Linked DNA regions of Rattus norvegicus: regions 2 and 3 are each linked to region 1. The links are chromatin contacts, called in public Hi-C maps. All regions are on one chromosome and are shown on one strand. Each heading gives the region's core, a stretch centred on a gene start, on an enhancer-like site or on the middle of the called end of the contact. The rest is flanking DNA. Distances are from core to core; before and after follow the strand shown. Region 1 holds the start of Pfn2 (profilin 2). Region 2 overlaps Rpl12-ps2 (ribosomal protein L12, pseudogene 2). Region 3 holds the start of Rnf13 (ring finger protein 13).

Region 1 (4,741 bases), core at 1,138-3,637:
CTGCTTCCTGATCTGCTTGAGTTCCAGTCCTGACTTCCTTTGGTGATGAACAGCAATGTGGAAGTGTAAGCTGAATAAACCTTTTCCTCCCCAACTTGCTTCTTGGTTATGATGTTTGTACAGGAATAGAAACCCTAAGACATAACCTCAAATTTAAGAGTTCCTCCTGATCCTGCCTTTCTAGAGCTGGGATTAAAGATATGTGACACCACACCCTGCCCCATCTTTAATTGCTTAAAAAAGATTTATTTTGTGTATCTTGGTATCTTACTTGCATGCATATATATGTATACTACCTGCATGCTTGGTGCCACAGATCCCCTGGAACTGGAGTTACAGTTGTGAGCTGCCACGTGGGTGCTGATAATTGAACCTGGTACCTGTAGAGGAGTATCCAGTCCTAACCTCTGAACCATTTCTCCCCCCATCTTTAGTTTTTAAGGTGATAATAAAAGTTAAGAAGTAAGAATTAAAATGGTTGTGGCAAAAAAGGCAGAATAAGAAATAGGAAAGAGTGAGGGAGATTAAATCAGGTGAGGACACAATGGCAGAAGTGGATGGATTCCTTTATAAGGAGAATTCTCTATCTTCCAAACATGAGGACAAATAATCTCTACTTGACAGTTGACTACTCTGTTGTTGGTCCTACTCGAGGTGGCTTGAATGAGAATGGCCCCCAAAGGCTCATATATTTGAATGGATAGTCATCAGGGAGTGACACTACTTGGGAAGGATTAGTAGGTGTGGCCTTGTTGGAGGAAGTGTGGTACTGTGGGTGGGCTTTGAGGTTTCCAAAGTCCAATTCAAAACCAGTGATGCTCTCTTCCTGCTACTTTGGGATCCAGACATAGAACTCTCAGCTATTTCTCCATATCATGCCAGACTGCATACTTCCAGGCATGATGAGAATGGACTAAACCTCTGGAACTGTAAGCCAGGCCCCAATTAAATGCTTTCTTTTATAAGAGTTGCTGTGGTCACAGTGTCTCTTCATAGCGATCAGAACTCTAAGACATTATTTTTTTTAAAGCCCAATAAATAAATAATAAATAAAAGTTCAGTGATGCTATTATAAAATTGTCAGTGTGCTCCACAACTTTAAACTTGATGATAGTTTGCAATCTACTGGAGCTTTCTTTCCCTTAATAAGCAGGTCGGGTTTGTCACCTCAAACTGGTCATCGTTGGGGAACATCTGATGCTGAGTCTAGACCCAGCACATAAAGTTAATAAAGATGTAGGAGAATGTTCGGAGACTCTTAAACCATTTCCCACCCTGTCATATACAAGTCTTCCTCGGATGTAGATTCTGAATTATTTTCACCATTTAGTACAGTGGGTCTCAACCTGTGGGCCTCAAACCCTTTGGGGGCACATATCAGATATTTACATTATGATTCATAACTAGCAAATTTACAGTTATGAAATAGCAACAAAATAATTTATGGTTGGGGGGTTAGCACAACATAGGTAACTGTGTTAAGGGGTCACGCTCAGCATTAGGAAGTTTGAGAACCACTGGTCTAGTTCAATGAATCTTTTCTAGCTCGACTATTCTTTGTATTTCGTGGATGTATTTAACGCACAGTAACTTTTCCAGTTACCAAGTACGCATAGGGTCTGGTTTTTTTGTTTTGCTTTGCTTTGCTTTTTTTAGTTAGAATTTCTGGACCGTTGAGCCCCATGTGTGATTAGCAGCACTGCGTTCAGGGCAAAAGCTCCACTGAACCTGGAGTTCCTCGTACTCAAAGGAGGCAACAAAGAGCTGCGCTGCTCCGTTGCCACTGCTCTGATTTCAGGAGCGTGCGAGGCGCAGCTGGCCAAGGTCTTTCAAGAGACACCTCCCCAAGTGTGGGCAACCCGCACTGGCCGCTCCCACTACAAAGAGTAAACCCTCGTCTGCATCCCGTCACCAGGGCAACCCTGCCACCCGACACCGGTGCTGTCAATAAATACCGCGTCCAGGGCTGGCACTTGAGGAGTGAGCACCGCGGCCGCCGTGCACCCAGAGCTCTGGCACCCTACGGCGCCCACTCAAGCTGCCTCGCCTCATAGCCTGCGGTGAAGCCTCCGCCGCCGCGCCCCAGCCCTGCTCCCGCTCGCCTGCCGCACGTGTGGGCCGTGATTGTCCCCGGCGGTATCCCTCCGCGCCCCCGCCTCAGCTCTCCCGCCCTCCCCGGGACCCTCGCCGGCTGCGCTGCGGAAGGATCGCACGCACGCGCGTACACGTCCCGCTGGCCGCGGAGAGCCGAGGGAGCTGCGGTGTGAGTCGGCCGTCGCCAGCCCCGCTGCAAGCGTCGCTCAGCCGCTGGCCCCTGAGCCCCGCGGCCGCGGCCGCCCGGCGCTCCCCGCTGCGGGTCCTGTCCCCGCCCGCCGCAGTTCCCCGGAGAGGGGCGGTCGGTGCCTGCGCAGAGCCGCCTCCTCCCCGCCCCCGCCCCGCCTCCACCGCCGCCGCCGCCGCCGCTGCTGCTGCGCCTCTGCTCCTGCCGTCCCCGCTGCAGTGCGAAGGGCTCGAAGATGGCCGGTTGGCAGAGCTACGTGGATAACCTGATGTGCGATGGCTGCTGCCAGGAGGCCGCCATTGTCGGCTACTGCGACGCCAAATACGTCTGGGCAGCCACGGCCGGGGGCGTCTTCCAGAGCATCACGGTGAGGCCCGGGGGCGCCGAGCCGGCAGGTGTGCGGCGGGCCTGAGGAAGGGGACGCCCGCCCGCGAGGAAGGGGATGAGGCCGGGGCTGAAGGATAGGGTACCGCCGGCTGAGGAAGGGCATGCAGCCGGGGGGGCCCCCGTGCCAGCCGCTGAGCCTGGGGATGCTGCCCGAGGCCGCGCGGGGGCGGGGCGGCCGGACTCTTCGCCCCGGCGGCGCCCCGGCTTGCGGCTGCCAGGGTGGAGGAGGGGACGTCACCCCGGGAGGCCCCTCAGCGTTCGGGGAGCCCGGCGGGCTGCAGTGCAGGTCCCCGGGTGTGGGCGGGAGGTCCTAGGCAGCAGGCTGGCCCTGGCTCGGCAGTGTGCGCGGGATGTGGGTGGCGGCGGTGGCCGGGTCCCGGGAATTAATGGAGTGACTTTGCGTAGGCTTGCGGGTGTCCAGGCCTCCTAGGCTGGAGAGAAAGGTACGCGGACCACGTAGGTGGAATCGTGAATCTACTTCAGCTGTGGCTCTATAGTTTTTTTTTTCCTCCAAGATGGCGAACTGCCATTGATTTCTCTTCTCCACCTATAGAGATTCATCGATATACTGTTATCCCCAGTTACGCAACATAGCTCTAAAAAGGGGATGGTTTAAGGGTGATTTAAAAAAAAAATCTGGGGAGTCGCTGGGGGGGGGTGACACTTCTCAAGTCACTCCCTCTTTAGTGATGGTAGTAAAAGAACTAATACCGATATCTGCTTCACGTTGTCTCATCTTCATGTGACTTGATGGCATTTGACTCGGTTGCCACACGTTTGGAGTATATTCGTCAATCAGCCTCCAGCACTGCTTATTGTTATGCTCGTTTCTATGCAATGCTCTTCTTTAAAATTTTGGCACCAGTATCAAGTACAAGACCATTCCCTTAATTTCTTAGTTCCACACTCCCACTCCCTTCCCATCACCTAGGAAAAATCAAGTCCCATATCACAGGTGCTCAGCATTTTACTACTTAACATGGTTTAATATATCAGTGTGGATTCAGTCCATGATAGGAGTGCTTTAAGATCTCCTGTCCCCATGTGAGAGATCACAATTCCTACAGCGAATTGACATTTGGTGATTTAACTTTTTTTTTCTGCAGTCTTGCCTTTGTGTGTGAGTTCCCGCTGTCTGGCTTAAGAAGATTGCGGGAGTATGCTTGGAAATGGCTGGGGCCTGCTATGACTCTGCAGTTCTGATGGGGGCGACGCCTTCCTTCTTATTCATGGAATGTTAGAATGAACGTATTCTCTTTTCTATTCTGCCGGCTAACTCACTTTCCTTACCAATGCCCCTCCATTTTCTCTCTGATTTTACTATTGGTTACTGCAGTGCTGTAGACAGACTCCACACTGCATTTGTCCAGAAGGAAAAGCTGATTATTGAATGGAAGGGCAAGGCAAGTTGGAGAGAAAAAAGTGGCTAGAAAAATAGGAGGGAAAAACGAACTTGGAAATGCCCCACAGTGATGGAGGTGGTGTTTGAGGCTCACACTGCCAGGGATATTTCAATCTGCTCGAAACAGAGAAGTGAGCAGGTTTATCTGGGTAGACTTTCACTCAACTTTAACTTTGATGCAACATGACTAATGTGGCTGAATGTGACAGACAAGCTTTTGTAAGAGCTTATAGCTGAATCTTTACAATTACATAAGCACCTTCAAGTAGCACCTGACTTGATATAGTTTATAAATAACTCAATTTCAGTTTGTAGCCGGTGTCAACTGCCAACTGTTTAGGGAGACTCTTTGTACCGTTGCTATACTCTGGCTTTTAGTTAGCAGACCTCACTGCAAAAGCAAACTAATGTGTAAATCATGTAACCGTGTAATGATAAAAACAAGAACAATCAAGATATTTACATCAGCACACAGTTTGTTGTATCAAATTCTGATTAACTGTAATTTTTTTCTTCTTTGTTTTGGGTGGCCAGCCAGCAGAAATAGATGTGATTATAGGAAAAGACCGGGAAGGTTTCTTTACCAATGGTTTGACTCTTGGAGGAAAGAAGTGCTCTGTGATCAGAGATAGCCTATACGTTGACTCGGACTGCACAATGGACATCCGGAC
Region 2 (4,741 bases), core at 1,523-4,022, 160 kb before region 1:
GATCGATCCATGCTTATCACCCTGTACAAAGCTTAAGTCCAAGTGGATCAAGGACCTCCACATCAGACCAGACACACTCAAACTAATAGAAGAAAAACTAGGGAAGCATCTGGAACACATGGGCACTGGAGAAAATTTCCTGAACAAAACACCAATGGCTTACGCTCTAAGATCAAGAATCGACAAATGGGATCTCATAAAACTGCAAAGCTTCTGTAAGGCAAAGGACACCTTGGTTAGGACAAAACGGCAACCAACAGATTGGGAAAAGATCTTTACCAATCCTACAACAGATAGAGGCCTTATATCCAAAATATACAAAGAACTCAAGAAGTTAGACCGCAGGGAGACAAATAACCCTATTAAAAATGGGGTTCAGAGCTAAACAAAGAATTCACAGCTGAGGAATGCCGAATGGCTGAGAAACACCTAAAGAAATGTTCAACATCTTTAGTCATAAGGGAAATGCAAATCAAAACAACCCTGAGATTTCACCTCACACCAGTGCGATTGGCTAAGATCAAAAACTCAGGGGACAGCAGATGCTGGCGAGGATGTGGAGAAAGAGGAACACTCCTCCATTGTTGGTGGGATTGCAGACTGGTACAACCATTCTGGAAATCAGTCTGGAGGTTCCTCAGAAAATTGGACATTGAACTGCCTGAGGATCCATCTATACCTCTCTTGGGCATATACTCAAAAGATGCCTCAACATATAAAAGAGACATGTGCTCCACTATGTTCATCACAGCCTTATTTATAATAGCCAGAAGCTGGAAAGTACCCAGATGCCCTTCAACAGAGGAATGGATACAGAAAATGTGGTACATCTACACAATGGAATATTACTCAGCTATCAAAAACAACGAGTTTCTGAAATTCGTAGGCAAATGGTTGGAACTGGAAAATATCATCCTGAGTGAGCTAACCCAATCACAGAAAGACATACATGGTATGCACTCATTGATAAGTGGCTATTAGCCCAAATGCTTGAATTACCCTAGATCCCTAGAACAAACGAAACTCAAGACGGATGATCAAAATGTGAATGCTTCACTCCTTCTTTAAATGAGGAAAAAGAATACCCTTGGCAGGGAAGGGAGAGGCAAAGATTAAAACAGAGACTGAAGGAACACCCATTCAGAGCCTGCCCCACATGTGGCCCATACATATACAGCCACCCAATTAGACAAGATGGATGAAGCAAAGAAGTGCAGACCGACAGGAGCCGGATGTAGATTGCTCCTGAGAGACACAGCCAGAATACAGCAAATACAGAGGCGAATGCCAGTAGCAAACCACTGAACTGAGAATAGGTCCCCCGTTGAAGGAATCAGAGAAAGAACTGGAAGAGCTTGAAGGGGCTCGAGACCCCATATGTACAACAATGTCAAGCAACCAGAGCTTCCAGGGACTAAGCCACTACCTAAAGACTATACATGGACTGACCCTGGACTCTGACCCCATAGGTAACAATGAATATCCTAGTAAGAGCACCAGTGGAAGGGGAAGCCCTGGGTCCTGCTAAGACTGAACCCCCAGTGAACTAGACTATGGGGGGGAGGGCGGCAATGGGGGGAGGGTTGGGAGGGGAACACCCATAAGGAAGTGGAAGGGGGAGGGGGATGTTTGCCCGGAAACCGGGAAAGGGAATAACACATGAAATGTATATAAGAAATACTCAAGTTAATAAAAAAAAAATCCCAACTACTACTGAGTGAGGGTAAAAAATGTAGGAGACAACAAATATTCTCTCTCACTTGTGGTTGGAACTAAAGTGTTACAGCCACAGGGGTTCTGTAGTAGCATCAAAGGAGCTCCTCCCAGAGATTCAAACCCCAAACTGACACCAGTTCTTTGAGAAGTTCTTTTCTTAGGGACCTCCACACAGGTAAAGCCAGAGCATTGACTATGGACAGACAAGAATTTTGGGGTAAATCAGAGTGAATCAAAGTGAAAGAGTTTATTTTGAAGAGGTAAAAGAGAGTGAGTGACATAAACTTATTCCACTTAGACATGGACACCTGTAAAAGGCTCCACAGTTACTGTATCTGTGATTCTGTGGCTTTTTAAAAAATTACATTGCTCACAGCATGAAGTTAGCAAGGTTTAAAGATTACGCAAACTTACAACTTCAAATAAAAGTTTAAAAGTTAAGTGAAAACCTACCACTTGATTTTTCTAAAGTATTGTGGAAATGACTATTTTTCAAAAAAACAAGGTCTATAGATTAAATGCAATCTTCATAAAAATTCCCATGCCAGTCTTCATTTAAATAGAAAGTCAATCTTAAAATTTATGTGAAACACAAACACAAACCAATCTTAAACAAAATGCACATTGCTACAGGCATGTCATTGTACCTGATTTCAGACTACACAAGTGAGTCACAAGTAACAAAAAAATTGGCCCAGAACCAGAAATGTACATTTTATGAGTATTCCGAAGTGAATTTAGTAGCAGACTAATAAGTCTTTGATTATTAGCCTTGCTGTAGCTACTTCTGCTAATCTAGGACATCCACAGGGCACAGAGTCTAGTAGTTTGGAGAAATAGGCTACAGATCTGGGAATGCCTCATAGCTTTTGGTTGAAAAACCCCTATTGTATGACTTTTCTTGGAGAGGCATTAAAAAGAAAGATCACTTTCCCAGATTGAGCACCCATGACATAGAAATTATCCCACCCATGTCTACCTTAGTGAGCCATGCATTTAGTAGGGTTACTAAGAGGAGCGTGGGCGACTCAAAGGCTCATTCATGAAAACTGACTTCCGGAAGCTCCTTACACAATTTGTATGCATGCTTGCTAGTCCTAGATTCCCTTCACACCCTTTACAACCCTGGGCAGACAGTTGTGAGTCTTTTAACTTTCTCAGCTCCATGATCCTAAATTTCATGAGCTTCCTGCACCTTGTATATTTCTCAGTATCCTGAAGTGTATGAGCTTTAGTATGAAGGAAATAGCTACAAAATTTACAATGCCATCCCTTGTATTCTGTCACACACAGGGTTAAAAGCTTTTCTAAATCAAGAATTCTCAAGACCAGGCCAACAAGAGTAACTCGTTTGAAAAACTCACTGCTATTTTCTCACCAACCGTTGGTGGCATCTAGGGCCTGGTCCTCGTGTGGTTTCATGAAATTTCTTAACAATGATAACAATATCTGGAATCCAAATTGGCAGAATCCAGCCATGCCTAAAAAGGCTATGAGCATAGTTTATGGAGGTCCTACGCATAGGAGTACTTTTTTCTTTTTAGCAGACAAAGCCCACTATTCTGGAATTAGGACATGCCCCAAATATTTTACCATATGTTGAGCCTTTTGAGAGGGTAGTCATTATCTTATGCTTCCTAGAAATTTCAGAACATTAATAATATCAGTCTAATTTTGCAGGGCTGTACATAAGCCACCTATCTACTGAAATAAGCCTCATTTGTTTATAGTTATATTAATTATTTTTGCATTTTCAAACAGGTAAGAGGTACTCCTAAATTCCTGTGACAGAAATACACACATGTTGTTTATTACACACACACACACACACACACACACACACACACACACACACTTATTGTATATAATAGTTTCTACTATTGAAATCCAACAGACATTTTGATTTGGGATATAACGGAAATGTGGCAGTTTGAAGGAGAATAACTGGTACAGTCCAATGCTTGGTTTTCAGTTGGTGGAACAGCTTGGGAAGATTAGAAGGTGTGGCCTTGTTGAAGAAGTCATATACTTGTTGGAGATGGTATGTCACTAAGGGTGGGTTTTGAGAAGTTTACACCATTCTGGTGTTCTCTCTCTCTCTCTCTCTCTCTCTCTCTTATATTTTGCCTTTGTTTATGGTGTCTCTTCATAGAATAGGAAAGTAACTAAGACAAAAGTTGGTTCCAGGGAGTAGGGTATTGCTGACAGGCCTGACTACGCTGGTTTTTGTAAACACATGGATGATGTTGGGACTTTGGATTAGGAAAGCAGTTTAAGCTGTAAGTAGAGTTTAACAGACCATTCTAGAAGGAACTTTAAATATAGTAGTACTAAAAGCCACATAGACTATGGAGGATCTAGGTCTTCAATTCAATTCCTTTGGTCAACATGTCTGTTTTTATGCCAATACCATGCAGTTTTATTGTTATAGCTCTGTAGTACAGCTTGAGATCATGATGGTGATACCTTCCAAAGATCTTTTAATATATAAATTGTTTTAGCTACACTGAGTTTTTTGTTTTTCTGGATGGACTTGAGTATTGTTCTTTCAAGGACGGAAAGAATTGTGTTGTAATTTGATGGGAATTGCATTGAATCTGTAGATTGCATTGGTAGAATGGTCATTTTTACTATGTTAATTCTACTGATCCATAAGCCTGGAGATCTTTCCATCTTCTGATATTTTCTCCAATCTTTCTTCAATGGCTTGAAATTTTTAATCATACAAGACACTTGCTTGGTTAGAGTTAGCCCAAGATAGTTTGTATTATTTGTACCTATTGGGAAGGAGGTTGTTTCCCTGATTTGTTTCTCAGCCATTTTCCCATTTGTATTTAGGAGAGTAACTGATTTTTTTTAAGTTAATCTTGTATCCAGTCGTTTGACTGAAGGAGTTTATCAGCTGCAGAAGCTCCCTGGTAGAATTTTCGGAGTGGCCTGTGTATACCATCATCACTTGCCAATAACAATACTTTCACTTCTCCCATATTATTGCCCAGGCTGCTATGTGTTCTCACTCTGGTGT
Region 3 (4,741 bases), core at 1,315-3,814, 140 kb after region 1:
CTCATAGCTAATCTTATTTTTATTATTAGGTATTATTTATACACCGCGACATAAATTTTGACAATAGCAACCACATACTTTCATTCTTCTCAAATCAATTTCTGTGCGGTGCAACATCTTCATAAAACATTAATTTTATGTTTTATGTGAGTTCAATAATTATCTACAGAATATGTGGATTTAGAACCATCATTCATGGACAGGCTTTGTTAAAATGAACTCACGTGTCTATCAATCCTGTTTCTTCTGAGAAACGTAACAATGCTTACTAGCTGCCTTCCCCTTTTTGTGTCACAGGAAACCACAGTATGTGGCACTATTCAGTAATAACAAGTCAAACAGTGGAAATCACAACTTTGGCTTACTCACTTTCTTTCAGCTATATATTACTATTTCCTAATTTTAAAATGTCCAAAGTCATAAGCTTTACTATAAAAGCCAACTATTTTTAGCTAATGCTAACATGACATTATTTTATCAAGCCAGTTAATATACAGCTAATAAAAACTACAAAACATAAAGTGTCTCGATCAACTCAATAAACCTACCCCAAGAGGTAAACACCTACTCTACCCTCACTTTGCTGAAATTAGTGCCCCAAAGCTGATATAAACTGTTAGTCTCAGATGCAGAAATATCAAAGGAAGTAGGCTGCATGCTAGTAACAAGCTAGGCTCCTCTAAAATTCTTACAGAAATAGGAGGACAAATGAGTGGTTAACCCCAAACCCTCCCATACTCAATTTCCCTAACCATGGTTTTTACCATGGCATTACTTAACACCGCACATCAAGACATCATGTTGACTTCAAGTAAGGCAGAGAAAAACATACACATACTACTACGACATTACTAACATTCCCTATACAGAGACTGAAGTTCTGTATAATCAATTCAATGAAGCTTAACTATGTACAGACATACTATATTTTATCTCATTTAATCTTCACAGCTTTACCTTTTTTTCTTTTTTTCTTTTTTTTTTTTTTACTTATTGTGTGTGTATGACTTGGGAGGTAAGACATATACCACAAGATTCATGTAGAGAGCAGAGAACAGTTTTATGGAGTCAGTTCACCCCTTCCACATTTGTGTGGGTTCTGGAAATCTAATCCAGATCATTAGGACTGCACAGCAATCTCTACTACTCACCAAACGATCCCACTAGCCCTTCCCATAGTCACTGAAGACTGGAGGGTTAAGTCTAGTCTGATCCCCAAATTTGAAACTCTTTGGAAACAGTTTTTCAATACACTTTACATTTTCCTCACTATCCACATTAACAAACAAACAAACAAAAACTGTGCCTGAAATTGACTCTTTCACCATAAATTACAAAAAAAAAAAAAAAAAAAAAAAAAAGATTAATGAATCCCTGTGGCCCTCTACACTCAACTCCTATTTAACTACCACAGTCCAGCTGCATTCCTCTGTAATGGAGTTATCTTTTTGACTCATTGAAAACTGTCTTTAAACAAAGCTTGATGGTCCCGTAATTCCAGAACTGGGTAAGCTGAAGCAAAAGAATGACAAGTTTGAAGTCAGTCTGGGCTACACCTAGGGACCCTGTCTCAAATAAATAAATAATGACCCTGTGGCCAATTAAAGTCTGAAAAGCTCTTCCCTAAATCTTTAAATTGCCTGTCTCTACTGGCTCTTGGGAGGCACGGCCACTTTACTGTATTGTATCAGAAAGTGCAGCTGTCTTCTCGGCACTGCTGAAAGGAACGCAGTTTCCACTGGAACTGCTGCATCACTGGGAGCAAGCAGTACCACCCAGGCAGGTTTGGGACCAGACATCTGCCCCTAGCAGCTGCCCACGGTGCTGAAACTGAGGATAAAACGGGAGTTAAAGGAAATTAACTACTGCCAGATTAGAAAAAAAAATAGGGCAAATGGCCGTAACCAAGCAGAGAATATGCAGCAAAGGCTACCAAAGTTGTTTCCCTTTTAGGGGCAGATCAACTCAATAAGCGTCCTTGCAAAAGTTCGGACTTCCAAGATTGGGTGGAGAGAGAAAAAAAAAAAAAAAAAAAAAAAAGCAGTTGTGTGGCCCTAGCAAGGTCACGTCTAAGCCTGCAGGCTTAGCTTTTACGGAAGGGGAGTGGATGAGAAAGGAAGGAAGCGAGCGATGAGATTTTTTTTTCTTCTTCTTCTTTTTTAAAGAAAAAACAGTCCCGAGAGTATTTTCGCTGAGGACTCAGAGGAAAGTCCTGGAACCAAGAGAAGTCTTCCAAGTATCTTTCCAGGTCACGGGCACCTTTGGAAGAGACCGTGGAAGCAAAATCTACAGCCGGTCCACAACTTCAGACCTACGAGCCCACAGGATGGGGTGCTAAGGACTCGTCTCCGACACGGGCCTATACTGTCACAGCACAAAGCCGAGGAGCCCCACGATCTCCACCGCCGGCCACCGCACCCAGGCCGGAGTGGGTGTGTTCTCCCCGCCAGGCCCGACAACCCCCGCCTACCGCTGCGGAGCCACACTCTTACCTGAAGTCCGGCCCCCGGAACCTAGGGTCACGGCCACCCAAGAGAAGTCGCTACCCGGACTTCATGACTGAGTATCCGCACTGAGCCCCTACCCAAGCAAGTCGGTGAAGGGACCACAACAGCGGGCGAGCGGAAGTCCCGCCTCCCACGCCTCATTGGCCCACACTCGGAGGTAAAGAGACGCTATTGGGCTGTGACGTTGCCCGTCACAGCCCCGCCCCTTTCGCAAAGTCGCGCTGCCTGCCTCCGCTGTGTCGGGAGAACTGCCCAGTTTTTGATTGTCGTTCTGAACCGCGTGATCCATCATCCCTATTAGGAACGAGAAGATGAAGGAGGGATCGCTTTTGGAAACCCTGGGTGCGGTGGAGAAGCCACCCAGGACTGTTCCAGCCTGGTCGGCAGATGATTGGCTTGCAGAGCGAGACCCTAGTGGAGGCTGTGTGTCTGAGTGGCCCGTACCGATTCGAGGCCGAAGAGCGGCCAAATGTCCTGCGCTCCTCTGGCGAGCCGGGCTCTGAAGGCGGGGAACGCCGGGCGACGCCTTGCACTGGAATCCAGGTCGGGTTAGAGCTAGCCGCTGGAGGTTTAGGCACGAACCACGAGGCCTGGCAGGGAGCCGGGCTGATCAGCTCACTGCTTGACTAGCCAAAGTCCAACCACGCGATTCAGTCCTCAGAACAGACATTCAAAAACCTTGTCACCTTTTGAAGAGCCAAAATCCCATCCCTAGTGTTCCCCTCATACTTTTTCTCCCCCTAATCTGAAAAGGCAGAATGCTTGAATTTAAATGACCTATTGGGCCATTGACATTATCAGCTCCTAAACTACTGCTGTTTGTTTTTAATGCGGTTTGATGCAAAGATTCTGACATGCCCTACTGGTCCTACTGTAGCTTGAAATAATAAGGCATCTTTGAGGCCCATAATACTGACATCAAATATTTAATTAAAATGTTTGGGTTTGGGGTTGGGTTATAACAGGGATATGAGTAGTTTATAGCCTCGTTTGCTTCAGGAGCCCTAAGTAGGTGGGGAACAGGAATAGAAAGATTTCCTGTTCTCTTTTTCCGTGTGCCTTTTTAACTAGAACCTATACCACACAAGCAATTTTAAAAAGCCAATGTAAGGGGTTGAAGATTGAGTTCACAGGCAGAGCTCTTGACTAGCAAGCACTAACTCTGGGTTATAAAAAGGCAAGAAACAAAGAATCAAGTTTGAAAAATAAAGACCATCAAGAACATTTTCAGCTGTGTAGCCCACAATTCTATAGTTGGTGTATTCTTTTCATTTATTGGGAAGAAGACATTCACAACTTCGTAATTCTGCTTTGACGAAAGTCATAAAGGTCAAGATTAGGAAAATGAGGGTAACTACTGCACATACACTTGCAAAGGGGATACCTTCTGGTGCATTTTTAACTAAATTCTCTCAAAATTATTTTTATATTAAATCAGATTTCTTCCATGATATAAAAAAGTTTTTTTTAAAAAGACAAAAAAAAATAAAGACTTTTAAGAAAAGAACATTTTGCTTCTGTATTCAGTCTGCTCTGTAGACCATGGTAAATATATAGTTCTCTTAGAAATAAGTAAGCTAATGTATTTGTGTTTCACTTGGGCAGATTAATTTATATATATATGTGTGTGTGTGTGTGTGTGTGTGTGTATGTGTATATATGTATATATACATATATATTTATGTAATTATGTGTGTGTAGATATATATACACATACACACACACACACACACACACACACACACTCCCCCTTGTATTGAATGAAGGTAAATTAGAAGACAGAATGGAAAATAATATTTTCAATTGTGGTTTTTCAAGAATATGAAAAGTTTAATAGAGTACGTGATGATTTAAAAAAACACACACACACTAATTATTCCCTCCTAAAAACAAATCATCTGGATGTGATGGGGCAGGCCTAAAATCCCAGCACTCAGGAGGATCTGAAGTTACAGGGTCTCTTTAGCTTTATAGTAACTTCAAAGCCAGTCCAGGAAACATAAGACTGTCTTTATTTACTGTGACAATATGCCATAACCAAGGCAACTTATAAAAGAAAGTGTTTAATTGGGCTTTCTGTTTCGAGGGTGTATTAACCAGGGTTCTCTAACAGAACTTAGAGAATGAATATATATGAATATATTAATACGTGTGGGATTTATTAAATGATGTAAATAAAGGCTGTTGTCTAGCTAATCCAATAATGGCTGGCTATGAATAAAAAGTCCAAGAAT

The links. A called contact is a pair of places that touch in the nucleus more often than the background predicts.
Region 2: a Hi-C map of Schwann cells shows a contact between it and region 1, with 4 times the contacts expected there. The contact joins the enhancer-like site here to the promoter of Pfn2 in region 1. A contact is called at or near these places in 2 of 12 Hi-C or Micro-C datasets (Schwann cells and frontal cortex) and 1 of 1 datasets of contacts at active chromatin or transcription factors (oligodendrocytes).
Region 3: a Hi-C map of frontal cortex shows a contact between it and region 1, with 2.2 times the contacts expected there. The contact joins the promoter of Rnf13 here to the promoter of Pfn2 in region 1. A contact is called at or near these places in 2 of 12 Hi-C or Micro-C datasets (Schwann cells and frontal cortex) and 1 of 1 datasets of contacts at active chromatin or transcription factors (oligodendrocytes).

Annotation. Positions count from the first base shown.
Region 1 is chr2:144,220,582-144,225,322 of GRCr8, reverse strand. Pfn2 (profilin 2) reads left to right here and starts at 2,387. Exons shown (of 3, transcript NM_030873.2): 1 at 2,387-2,648; 2 at 4,605-4,741. The coding sequence starts at 2,517. All of the region lies in intron 1 of Rpl12-ps2 (ribosomal protein L12, pseudogene 2), which reads left to right.
Region 2 is chr2:144,382,877-144,387,617 of GRCr8, reverse strand. All of the region lies in intron 1 of Rpl12-ps2 (ribosomal protein L12, pseudogene 2), which reads left to right. Among named protein-coding and RNA genes, the nearest start is that of Kmt5al1, 54 kb to the left of the region's middle. Within about 2 kb of position 2,772, at least 1 of the 93 cell types and tissues checked has an H3K27ac peak or open chromatin away from gene starts, as enhancers often do. A contact at or near this core is called in Schwann cells, where this site is marked.
Region 3 is chr2:144,075,794-144,080,534 of GRCr8, reverse strand. Rnf13 (ring finger protein 13) reads right to left here and starts at 2,564. Exons shown (of 10, transcript NM_001109444.2): 1 at 2,493-2,564. The region is part of intron 1 of Rpl12-ps2 (ribosomal protein L12, pseudogene 2); the gene reads left to right.